Regions from separate parts of the Sus scrofa genome. Here all the other regions are linked to region 2. A link is a contact called in public Hi-C and HiChIP or PLAC-seq data. All regions are on one chromosome and are shown on one strand. The core of a region is the stretch at or near the end of the contact, and the rest is flanking DNA. Distances in the headings are between cores, read along the strand shown. Region 1 holds the start of LRIG2 (leucine-rich repeats and immunoglobulin-like domains protein 2). Region 2 overlaps LRIG2 (leucine-rich repeats and immunoglobulin-like domains protein 2). Region 3 has its middle 19 kb from the start of SLC16A1.

The links. A called contact is a pair of places that touch in the nucleus more often than the background predicts. HiChIP or PLAC-seq counts read pairs in DNA pulled down with a chosen protein or histone mark.
Region 1: a contact with region 2 is called in an H3K27ac HiChIP or PLAC-seq map of alveolar macrophages. The contact joins the promoter of LRIG2 here to the enhancer-like site in region 2. A contact is called at or near these places in 3 of 5 promoter capture datasets (fetal skeletal muscle and liver), 14 of 47 Hi-C or Micro-C datasets (alveolar macrophages, brain, embryonic fibroblasts and 7 more) and 2 of 2 datasets of contacts at active chromatin or transcription factors (alveolar macrophages and skeletal muscle).
Region 3: a Hi-C map of retroperitoneal adipose tissue shows a contact between it and region 2, with 2.4 times the contacts expected there. The contact joins two enhancer-like sites. A contact is called at or near these places in 1 of 5 promoter capture datasets (liver), 32 of 47 Hi-C or Micro-C datasets (adipose tissue, alveolar macrophages, blood and 16 more) and 2 of 2 datasets of contacts at active chromatin or transcription factors (alveolar macrophages and skeletal muscle).

The regions. Positions count from the first base shown.
Region 1 is chr4:107,509,467-107,512,889 of Sscrofa11.1, forward strand. LRIG2 (leucine-rich repeats and immunoglobulin-like domains protein 2) reads right to left here and starts at 1,842. Exons shown (of 18, transcript XM_021090738.1): 1 at 1,735-1,842. It also overlaps a transcript of SLC16A1 not described here.
Region 2 is chr4:107,437,780-107,441,315 of Sscrofa11.1, forward strand. The region is part of intron 1 of LRIG2 (leucine-rich repeats and immunoglobulin-like domains protein 2); the gene reads right to left. Among named protein-coding and RNA genes, the nearest start is that of LRIG2, 72 kb to the right of the region's middle. Within about 2 kb of position 1,467, at least 63 of the 83 cell types and tissues checked have an H3K27ac peak or open chromatin away from gene starts, as enhancers often do. A contact at or near this core is called in adipose tissue, alveolar macrophages, brain and 9 more, where this site is marked.
Region 3 is chr4:107,551,612-107,555,092 of Sscrofa11.1, forward strand. No RefSeq gene overlaps it. Among named protein-coding and RNA genes, the nearest start is that of SLC16A1, 19 kb to the left of the region's middle. Within about 2 kb of position 1,265, at least 25 of the 83 cell types and tissues checked have an H3K27ac peak or open chromatin away from gene starts, as enhancers often do. A contact at or near this core is called in adipose tissue, omental adipose tissue, retroperitoneal adipose tissue and 2 more, where this site is marked.

The DNA of each region.
Region 1 (3,423 bases), core at 592-3,091, 72 kb after region 2:
ACAACACCAAGTATGACCCTGTGGATACACTGGGGAGGGGCTGCCTCTGCCGCCTCCCCTCCCCTCCTCCCCAAGGGAGGGGCTTTAAGGGTTAAACATTTATGGTTATACTATTATTAGGTGCTTACTATATGCCAGACACTAAAGTAAATACTAATTTTATTATCATAACAACCCTATGAGGAAGGTACTATCCTTGTTTTACAGAGAATGAGGGAGGCTTAATGATTTGCTTAAGGACAAAGAGCTAGAGGAACTGCCAAGTATCAAAGCTGGAATTCAGATCTAATCCTGGGTCCATATTGTGAACCTATCACACTAAGCCCCTCCAAAGCCTTCTTTTGCTATTTGCTGGGAATCATCTACTTCTACCACTTCCCACTACATTCCATTAGTTAGGTTCACACGTGAACTAGTCCTAGTTTGTCTAACTCAACTCTCCTACCACTTACCCTGAATGCTACTACTTCCCTGATACCCTGAAGCACTGCTTTCCCAAGTCCTGGCTACCCTAAGGACCTGAAGTGCCTTCCTTCTCTGTATTTATTAAAGGTAAAAAGCAATCATTGCTTATAAGCATATCTGGCTATTCTAATTGTCCTGAACTGTCACTGAAAACTTTTGTTGTGTGAAACAGAAGCAGAGTGGGTGAGAGAAAGAAAGCACACAGGAGGAGTTTTTAGACCTTTCCCTCAACCCCCACTCCATCACAATCTAGGTTCTTCATTTGCAAAACAAAAAGCTTAAGGCCAACCGTACTGAGCAGTAGAGAGAATTAAGTGGGGAGGAGGGGAAGGGAGGCGGCAGAGGCAGGCCTGTGCTCATCAACTGCTGGTAGATTTCTACCTGCCTCCCTTCACCTCCCCAGAAATTTATAAGCGTGGGGCCTTACAAAGATTTTGGGTATTTCTCAAGTCTCGGACATCAGAGGCACTCCACGATCAGTTAATTTGATCACTTCAACTACAACATTGGGTTGGGCGGTTAACTCAGGTGAACTGCTAAGCACATACATAATCGACTCTAAAGACTTCTTAGCTGTATTTGTCCCAATCCTTCAGCGTTCATTACAAATTTGGCCTCTCTGCATTCTCATTTCCCCACGTTCCGCACACAGAGACCTTCCTGTTTCTAGCGTCCCCACCCTCAGACCTGCTCTTCTCTCCCGACTTCTGCGTTTGACACCCACCATTCAGCAAATGCTACAGACCCGGCTCTGTAGTAAGAAACTTCTCATGAAAACCACCAAAAGCCCTTATGAGGTCGCTTCTATTAGTGTTGCCATTTTAGAGCAGGAAACAGGCCCTGAGTGTTTGAGTGACTTCCCCGAGGTCCCTGAACTCAAGCAGCGAAGCCACAAGCCGCGCTCTTAACTGCTGGTCCCCGGCCTCTTGCCGGGTCCGAGGAGCACCCGCGTCCCTTCAAGCCCCGCCCGCTCCTCCACTTCCAGTCACTTCCCGGCTCCTCCGCGCGCCGCTCGCCCCCCACACCTGAGTCAGGCCCCGGGGCGCGCCCCATCCGTCCTGGGCGGTTTTCCCCTTTTCTCCGCCCGAGACTGAGGCTGAGATCTACGGTGGGGTCCCAGAAGCGAGGAGGTCACCCCGAGGTCCTCTGACGGCCAGTCCGAGGGGCGAGTCCCGCGGGGGAGCGAATACTGCAGAGGAGCACATCCCGCCGCGGAGCACGGCGACGCCATCCCCGCCGCATAGCGGGGGCGCGGCGCGCGGGTCTTACCCGGCCACCGGTCACGTGGCGAAGAGGGGGCGCCGGCGAGCGCGAGCGAGCTAGCGGGCGCGCGCCTGAGAGCTCGTGGAGGCGCGAGTCGCGGTTCCCGTGTAAGAGTAGGGGGGAGGGGGCGGCGGCCGGGAGGGCCGACTCCGCCTCCTGTGCGCATGCTCCGGCCCGAGGGTTATAAGGCAAGCCTCGCGGGCCCGGCCCGACAAAGTGCTGGAGAGCTGCGACGTGACTGGCGCGGCGCGTGGGTGCCGGGGCAAGCGAACAAGGCAGCCGGCGAAGGACGCGACCTGAATCCTGGGCCCCGCGGAACTGCAGCCGCGCCGCCGCGTCACGCTCACGCCTGGCGCCGCGAGCCGCGCATAACGGTTAGTTAGTAACGGGCCCGCCGCGCGCTCGGCGTGGACCCCGCGGTGTCCTCGCTTCCTCTGCGGGGTCGGGGGGAGCGGAGAGCTTGGTCCTCCGGAAAGGAGGGGGCGGCCGGGCGGGGGCACCGTGGCCGCAGCAGCCACGTGGCCACGGAGCGCAGCCTTGGTGAAGGAGACCTTGGGACGCTGAGGACGGCGCCTCTCCCGGCAGAGCTGTGGCCCCGTTGTCAGGTGCCGGTCACCGACCTGACCGAGGAGTTGGGTGGTGCTGCCGGTGACCTTGGGGAAGTCGCTTCCCCTCTAGTCTTCAGTAGGTCCTTCAGGAGATGCTTTTTGATCTGGAAATGGGACGACGTGGGGCTGATTCACGTGGTGCCTCCAGATTGCTGGCGGCGTTCTCCAAGAGAAGGGACCCGGGGCTGGAGTAATTTTGGACTCGTGGCATGCCCGCCCCAACCTCCTCTGCCAGCCAATCCTTGTCCCACCTGGTGACCTGCGGTAGTGGCTTGGGGGACCTGCAGTCCCCGCAGCCTGGGCGTGACTGCAGGGCTTCGAGTGGACTTTGCCGAGGGGACGGTGCCACTGGCAGACGCCCGGAGTGGTGCTGACGGGAACTCTTTGTCATTCAACCTGTGGCTGCAGAACGTCCGCCGCAGCGCCCTCGCTCTGGGGTTTTAAGACGGCCCTGTCCAGAGGAATCTGAAGCATAGCGTTACACTTGGTCTGATGCGCGCTTTTTGTTGCAAATACATCCCTTTTTTCCCCACGTGCATTTTAACATTTCATTTCTTTGTCATGACTTATTTGGTGCGACAGGCTGTTGCCAAAACTAGTTGGTAATTAATCTTAACCAAAAAAAAAAAAAAATTACTACTTCAGCCGAGTTGCCAGTGTCTGCATATAAATCTAGGCATCCATTGGTAACAGGGAAATGTTAAGTACTTTGTTCATAACTAGGTTTGAATTTTTTTTTTCCAAGAACTATTCTGATTTTGAAATAAACTGTGTACACTTCAGTGCCTTGATAAAACGGTTGTGAGATTAGTTACTGGAGGAAAGTCCGTGATAGGGTGAGCTCTGAATTGTGTGAGAGTTTGGAAGTGTGTGAGTAGGAATTAGCTGTAAATAAACAATTTTGGTATCAGCTACCAGCCCAGTGAGGTGAAGCAGAGAGTATTTTAGTTTAGTTTTTTAGGCATTGAATACTCCCATAAATCTAAGTCTTACGCCCTGAGGTACAATTTACCTTTAAATTGTCATGTAAATAGTAAAGAATTTAAGATATCTAGCCCTTAAAACAAGTACTGGATAAGTATTATTT
Region 2 (3,536 bases), core at 217-2,716:
TAACTTTCACCACCATACATTGTTACAGTCACACCCTCTATTCCTCTCCTAACCCCCCTACCTGCCAGTATTTGCCAAGCCCAGATCACCCTAACCAGCCAAAGTGTCTATGATGATGCCCTTTGTACCTGGAGGTCTGGTCCAACTCCAAACACGAAATCGCTCCAGAGAGGCAACCCTGCCCCCAACAAAGACAACCAACAGATCACTTAAGAGAGATGAATTGTCCTTCAAGGACCACAACCACAAGGCAGTGTATAAGGTGCTTTGATTTCAATACAAATAGATAACCAGCATTTACCTACATCTCGGCTCATACCCACAAAATAATCCAAACGTGGTTATCTAAAGATCCAGATATTTGATCCCATGTAGACCAAAAAAGCAGCAAACAACTACATGTTTAACTAAGATATGCTTGTTTTGGTTGAAGAAAGTGGCATCACAGAGAAAGACTTACTCTGTACACGAGGATGTGCTACAGAGAGGCCAGAATGTTCGACACCAGAACATTCTCAAAGCTGTGGCTGCTGCTCTCATCTCCTTCCCACCTTTTACCTCCCCAATTTCTCCCCCCTCCCCCACTTCTCCTTCCTTTCTCCGTTCCACTCTAATTCCACTGTGGCCCCTGTAGGGCAGTTTAAGTAACTTTCTAGGCCTGACCCTTAGGTATCTCCCTAGCAGGAGTCCTGTACTCGGCCAAAGTCCCAAGGGATGGGGATGCAGGGGTGATGGCCCACGGACACTCAGCTCCAGCTCCAGTCAGATCTGGGAAGTGGCAAAAACAAGAACCAAGAGGAAATGGGTCACAGCCCCGTGGTTGGCAGAAACAACTGCTGTGCCTGAGCCTTTATTCTAGGAACAAATCTTTGCTCTCTTCACCAGTGACCCACGTGAATCGTAATTCCCAAGAGCCATAAAGCAGAGCAATAAAGAGGGCTGATTCCACATCTGCCGGGTAAGTGTTCCCTGGCAAGACAAGAAAGACAGAGAGACACAATGCTTTCATGGAGACAAAAGGAAGAAAGAGACTGGGCAGATGAGATCCTTTATAGAAAGTCTGAGCCTTGACTGACAGCCCCTAGATGCCTACACACCAAAAATCTCTTTTCCTTTCTTCTTTTTTCTTTTGAATCCCTCTGCCTATTTTAAACACCTCTTCTTTCCTTTTCAAGGTGAGGTAATGGGGAAAGAGCGACAGCAGAGCCAAATCAAGCTCGGAGCCTGGAATCATGGGAGCCGGAGGAGATCTTGGCAGAACCCCACTGTTTGTTGGATGGGTTCTGGAAACACCCACTGAATTGGCTACTTCTTCCTTCCTGCAAAGAAGACTGTAACAAGATTCTTTCTACTGCCTGAAGTGGTGACTCTCCGACCTCTTGGCCTTAGTCACGTCCTCTCTCCCACCCCGGCCCCAAGGACTCTTCCTCTTCTCCTTGGCAGGTCCGGAGCCCCAGCGTGGTATTTCTCAGTCGGCAGTAGAGGGCGTCCTGGCCCCGGAGAATGATCGGGTCCACTCCCGCCACGCGCGCGCGCCCGCAGCGCTAATGACTTGCAGCTCCATCAACATAAAGCAACCTCTTCACAAAGGAACATTGTCACTAAGCATTTTCCTTTTCATTCTTGAAAGCTCCACTGCCCTGGCCAACCCCTTCCCCCTCCCCTCTGCCTTCTTGCGCGCTCTCTTTCCTCTCCCAACCTCTGGGAAGCAGCAGGAAATGAACAAGGTCCACAGTGAAGAAAAACAAATCCAGGGCCCTGACGAGGGAAACCGCAGGGAAATGACCAAGTGGCATTAACAGCTGCAGGAGCTGTAGACAGCGCTGTGTGTGTGTGTGTGTGTGTGTGTGAGAGAGAGAGAGAGAGAGAGAGAGAGAGAAGGAATGTGTGTGTATCCAGTAAGTATAACCGTACTTTCCAAATTTCATCATACATAGAGATCATCTGGAGAGCTTGTTAAAACAGAGCTTCCTGGGCCTCACCCAGGAATTCTGATTTAGTAGGTCTAAGGAGGGGCCCAAGAATTTACTTTTAACACTCCCAAGATATCTTAATGCTGCCAGTGGTAGGCTATATTGTGAGTGGCACTGTGATACACCAAATGCAGTGCATACACTGTACCGATCTGGGTCAGGGCCTGGCTTGAATAAAATCCCGATAAGGTGAACTCCCCCAGAACAGTCAGTCCAGATCCTTCCAAATCCAGGCCAGAAGATCTCACAGTTCAGCCTACTGCTGTTCCCTCCCCTTGGAAAAGGAGCAGAGACTGTATCAAGCAGAGCTTTGTTTGGAGGGGGCTGGAGTTCAGAGAATAGGCCAGTTCTCCATCCCAACCAGCAGGAGAATCCCAGCAGGCCCCTTCCCTCATAGTAGGCAAGGGATGGAGACTCAACTCTGGCTGTGTTCCACAGCTTGTGCCCTGAGGCCTCCTCAGCATCCTGCAAACCCCAGAACCTCTACAGTCACAGAGCTTGGTGGAATAATCTGGTTACCTTCCAGAGAGCTGAGCACTCAAAGGCACTTAGAGTAATTTAAGGAGAGGCACTCGATTCTGTTGATGCACCACCGGAAGATAACAAGACAGAAAACTTTGATAAACCCAGTCCTAGGAGTTCCCTCTGTGGTACAGGGGGTAAGGGACCTGGCATTGTCACTGCTGTGGCTCTGGTTACAGCTGTGGCACAGGTTGAATCCCTGGCCTGGGAACTTCTGCATGCAGGAGGCACAGCCACATTTTTTTTTTTTTTAATAAAAATAAAAACTTATCCAAAGACTGTAATTAGTAAAGAAATAACAGTAGTCACTTATTTAAACAAACAAGCAGTCCTAGTCCTCAAGGAGTCAATAGTTTAACTGGAGAGAAAGACTAACAGATGTGGAAAAGTAAATGTATCTAAGTGTAGTGAGAGCAGGGAGATAGCAAAAAAACAAACAAACCAAAAAATCTTTGAGGCCATCAGAGGAAAGGAGGGCATCTTGAAAGAAGGAGTTGCATTGAAGGGAAAATGTAAGTTCATCATGGAGACAAAAGGGCAAGGGCAAGAGAAGGAGCCATTTGAGTCTTGAGATGTGAAGAAAATTGGAGAAATGCTGAATATAAACCACAGGCTGGAATGAGGCTATTTCAGCCGGCTTTGAGCACTTTATCACCAGAAGACAAAAGGGAGACCAAATGGGAAGTTTTATTTCATAAACGCCTGTAGGAACTGTCAGCAGGAGGCACTTTCCCTGTTAAAATGCCCTACATCCCAGGGAAGACACTGGGTCGGGGCAGGGCTGCTTCTCCTTCTGGAGGCCCCTTCGTGAGCCCAAAGAGGGCTTTGGGTCTAGGGTCTGATGCTCAGCTCCCTCATCTGGCCATCTGCATGGCCCTTGCAGTTAAAGGGCTAGCAGCCTGCAGTGCCAGGCTATAGCAGATGGACTAAAAGGGCAGAAACCACAAAAGGGCCCAGAAGGCCAGTCAACGAGTACAAGAAAACCACACCCAGTGACTCCAGAATGACTCAGGAGAACCTAGGAAGTAGGGTAGGTTGTTT
Region 3 (3,481 bases), core at 15-2,514, 110 kb after region 2:
CTAGAGCTGAAAGTTGTATTGGATGGAAGTTTGGAAACCAGAATGAAAGAAGTTGAATCGAATAGGGACCAAACCAATCACTTGGTTCTGTACCAAAGTGAGTAAAATGGTCCTGCCCCCAGTGAATTCACGGACTGACCCACAATCCTTTTCCATGGCTTTGGAATTTGTCTTTTTTTTTCTTTTTTCTTTTTTGTCTTTTGTTGTTGTTGTTGTTGCTATTTCTTGGGCCGCTCCCGAGGCATGGAATTTGTAATGTGATTTTTTTTTTTCACTTGTGTGATTTCCTTTCCTAATATGCTTTACTGATTCTAGAATTAAAAGTTGCATTTCCTGAGCTTACTCTGGCCAGGTCCCAAGAGGAAGTGGACAGCAGCCATTAAGAAGCTGAGAGGGGAACTGGGCTGGGATTAAAAATCACCTGGTGTGCTGACAATCTGTACGTCCATAATTATCGAGAAGCTTTGTGAGTTCTTGTGTTTTTTCTTACCTATTTTTTTCCCCTTGAGGCCCAAATAAAAAAAGCCTGTGTGCTTTTATGTCAGGCCCAATTGATATATGCTTTTCAGAAAGGGAGCTTTAGAGATTTTTTGGTAACAACCCTTTTAAAATTCTAAGTGCTGGGGTTTCTTGCTGTGGTCCAGTGGGTTAGGTATCTGGCCTTGTCTCTGCAGCGGCTCAGGGTAGATCCCCGGGCTAGCCCAGTGCAGCAGGTTGTCACAGCTGTGGCTCAGATTGGATCCCTGGCCTGAGAATTTCACAAGCTGCAGGTGTAGCTGAAAAAGAAAATAAAATTCCAAGTGCTGTCTTGTGTCTCAAATGCTAAGAACGAGCGTGAATAGGCCTGCTGTGGAGAGTGTCCTGAGCTTTGCAGGGCTCTGAAACTGCCTGCGCTCAGCTCCTCCCCACCCCCATATGCCTCATCGCTTCCCAAATGCACAGACTGAAATGCTGGACTGTTTCGCCCTGCCCTGCCCTCCTTTTCTTCGTCCCCAGCACAGGCTTGGTTTCTCACAGCCTCCCTATCTGTTCTCACTACTTCCAATCCAGCCTCAACACTCTTGCCAAAATGACTTTTCTAAAAAGGCCAGATTTCTCAGCTGCTTTTGTAAAAGCAATGAAGATAAAAATAAAACGCATTGACTCATGTCACTCCTCTGCCTTAAGCCCTGTAGTTTGAAGATGAAGTCCACACTCCCCAGCCTGACCCACAGGTCCTTTGGAGTTAGTTACTGTGTACCTCATCTTATCTCCGGCGGTGCTCGGCCCACACCCTGCTCTCTAGCCCAGCTGAACTCAGTTCCTTAGGCCTCCCAGCCTTCCTACCAGCTGACCTGGGAACCCCTCTCCTTTCCTCTCTGTACCAACTCCTATCCACCATTTGAAACTTGGTTTAGGTCTCTTCACAGGTGGCCTTATCTGATTCCCCAATTTGGGTTTTTTTGTGTTTTTTTTTTTTAATGAAATGTTTTTAAAATTTTATAGTGCTTAATGATTTTCAAAAGTTTCACACACATGATTTCATATAATCCTGTAATAACCCTTTTTTTCCTCCCACCCCTGTATCACCCCTCCCCTCTCCCCACTGGTAGCCACTAGTTTGTTCTTTGTGAGTCTGCTTTTTTTTTTTTTTTGCTTTATTCACAGTTTGTTATATATTTTTAATTATTTCATTTTTTTGGCTGCACCCACAACAAACAAAATTTCCCGGGCCAGGGATCAAACCTGAGCCACAGTAACACCACCAAATCCGTTACCACTAGGCTACCAGGAATTCCTGTTGTATTTTTTCGTTTTTGTTTGTTTGTTTGTTTTTTGACTTTTTAGGGCTGCACCCAAGACATATGGAGGTTCCCAGGCTAGGGGTCAAACTGGAGCTGCAGCTGCCGGCCTACACCACAGCCACAGCAATGCAGGATCCGAGCTGCATCTGTGACCTACACCACAGTTCATGTAGGTCAGCTGAGTGAGGCCAGGGATCGAACCCAAGTCCTTATGGATGCCAGTCGGGTACTCTAACTGCTGAGCCAAGACAGAAGTCCCTGTTGTATCTTTTAGATTCCACATACAAGTGATGACACATAGTATTTGTCTTTCTCTATCTGACTTATTTCACTTGTATACAAGTTGTATACAACTTATTTCACTTGTATACTGCCCTCCTTGTATAGAACCATCCATGTTGCTGCAAATGGCAAAATTTTATTCTTTTTATGGCTGAGTAGTATTCCATTGTGTGTATGTACCACATCTTTATCTACTCATCTATCCATGGACATTCAGGTTGCTTCCATGTTTTGATAATTATAAATAGTGCTGCAGTGAGCATTGGGGTGCATGTATCTTTTCAAGTGACTGTTTTTATTTTTTTTCGTATATATGCCAGGAGTGGACTTGCTGGGTCTGTAGTACTTCTATTTTGAGTTTTTTGAAAAAAATCTCCATAGCTTCCCACAATGGCAGCCTCAATTTGTTTTTTTTTTCTTTTTTTCTTTTTAGGGCCGAACCTGCGACACATGGAAGCTCCCAAGCTAGGGGTCGAACTGGAGCCGCAGCTGCTGGCACACCACAGCCATAGCAACACCAATTCTGAGCCACATCCACAACCCACACCACTGCTCACGGCAACACTGGATCCATAACCCACTGAGCAAGGCCAGGGATCAAACCCACATCCTCATGGATACCAGTCAGGTTCTTAGTCTGGTGAGCCATGATGGGAAGTCCCACCATTTGTTTTTGATTGCCTTTATGTCTACAGTGCAGTTCGAGTATGAACCTTTGTGTCAAATCCCAGGTCTCTGGGTACCAAGTCCAGATAGATCACCTACTAACTTTGGGTCCTTAAGCAAGTTATTTAACCTCTAGGCCTCAGTTCCTAAATCTGTATAATTGCACTAATAATAGAACATACCTTATGGGGTTGATGTGAGGATTAAAGATGACATCAACTATGAAATCTTGAGCATCCTTCCTGACACAGAATAAATGCTTGATACATATTATCTCTACCTCTGTCATAAATACTGCTCACCACTGATGCATAATTTTCAAAATGGTAAAATCATGACTCATACAGAAATAAAATTAGCATGTTCATATAACTCAGCAATTCAGGAGAAACCAATAAGATTTTACAATTTTCAAATGAGAATTAGACTTTTGGAGATTTATTCTCTCCTGGACGGAACTCATTTGCATTGCCGTGAATAGGAACAATTTGCATCCCACACCAGAGAGGAAACATCTGCACCATCATCAGCCCTCTACGAGTTACCTGCCTTCGCTGCCGAGTTCTAAGATAACGCAGCGAAGGACAGACGTGCAGTTAGTGCCCTAGAGAAGCGGACAGCCCGGAACTCCAGACAACCCAAGAGCATTCTACAGGAAAAACACTTAGTGATTCTTTGCCTGGTTTGCTTTTCCTTTGTTTTTTTTTTTTTTGGCTTTTTGTTTTTTGTTTTTTGTTTTTAAGGCTGCA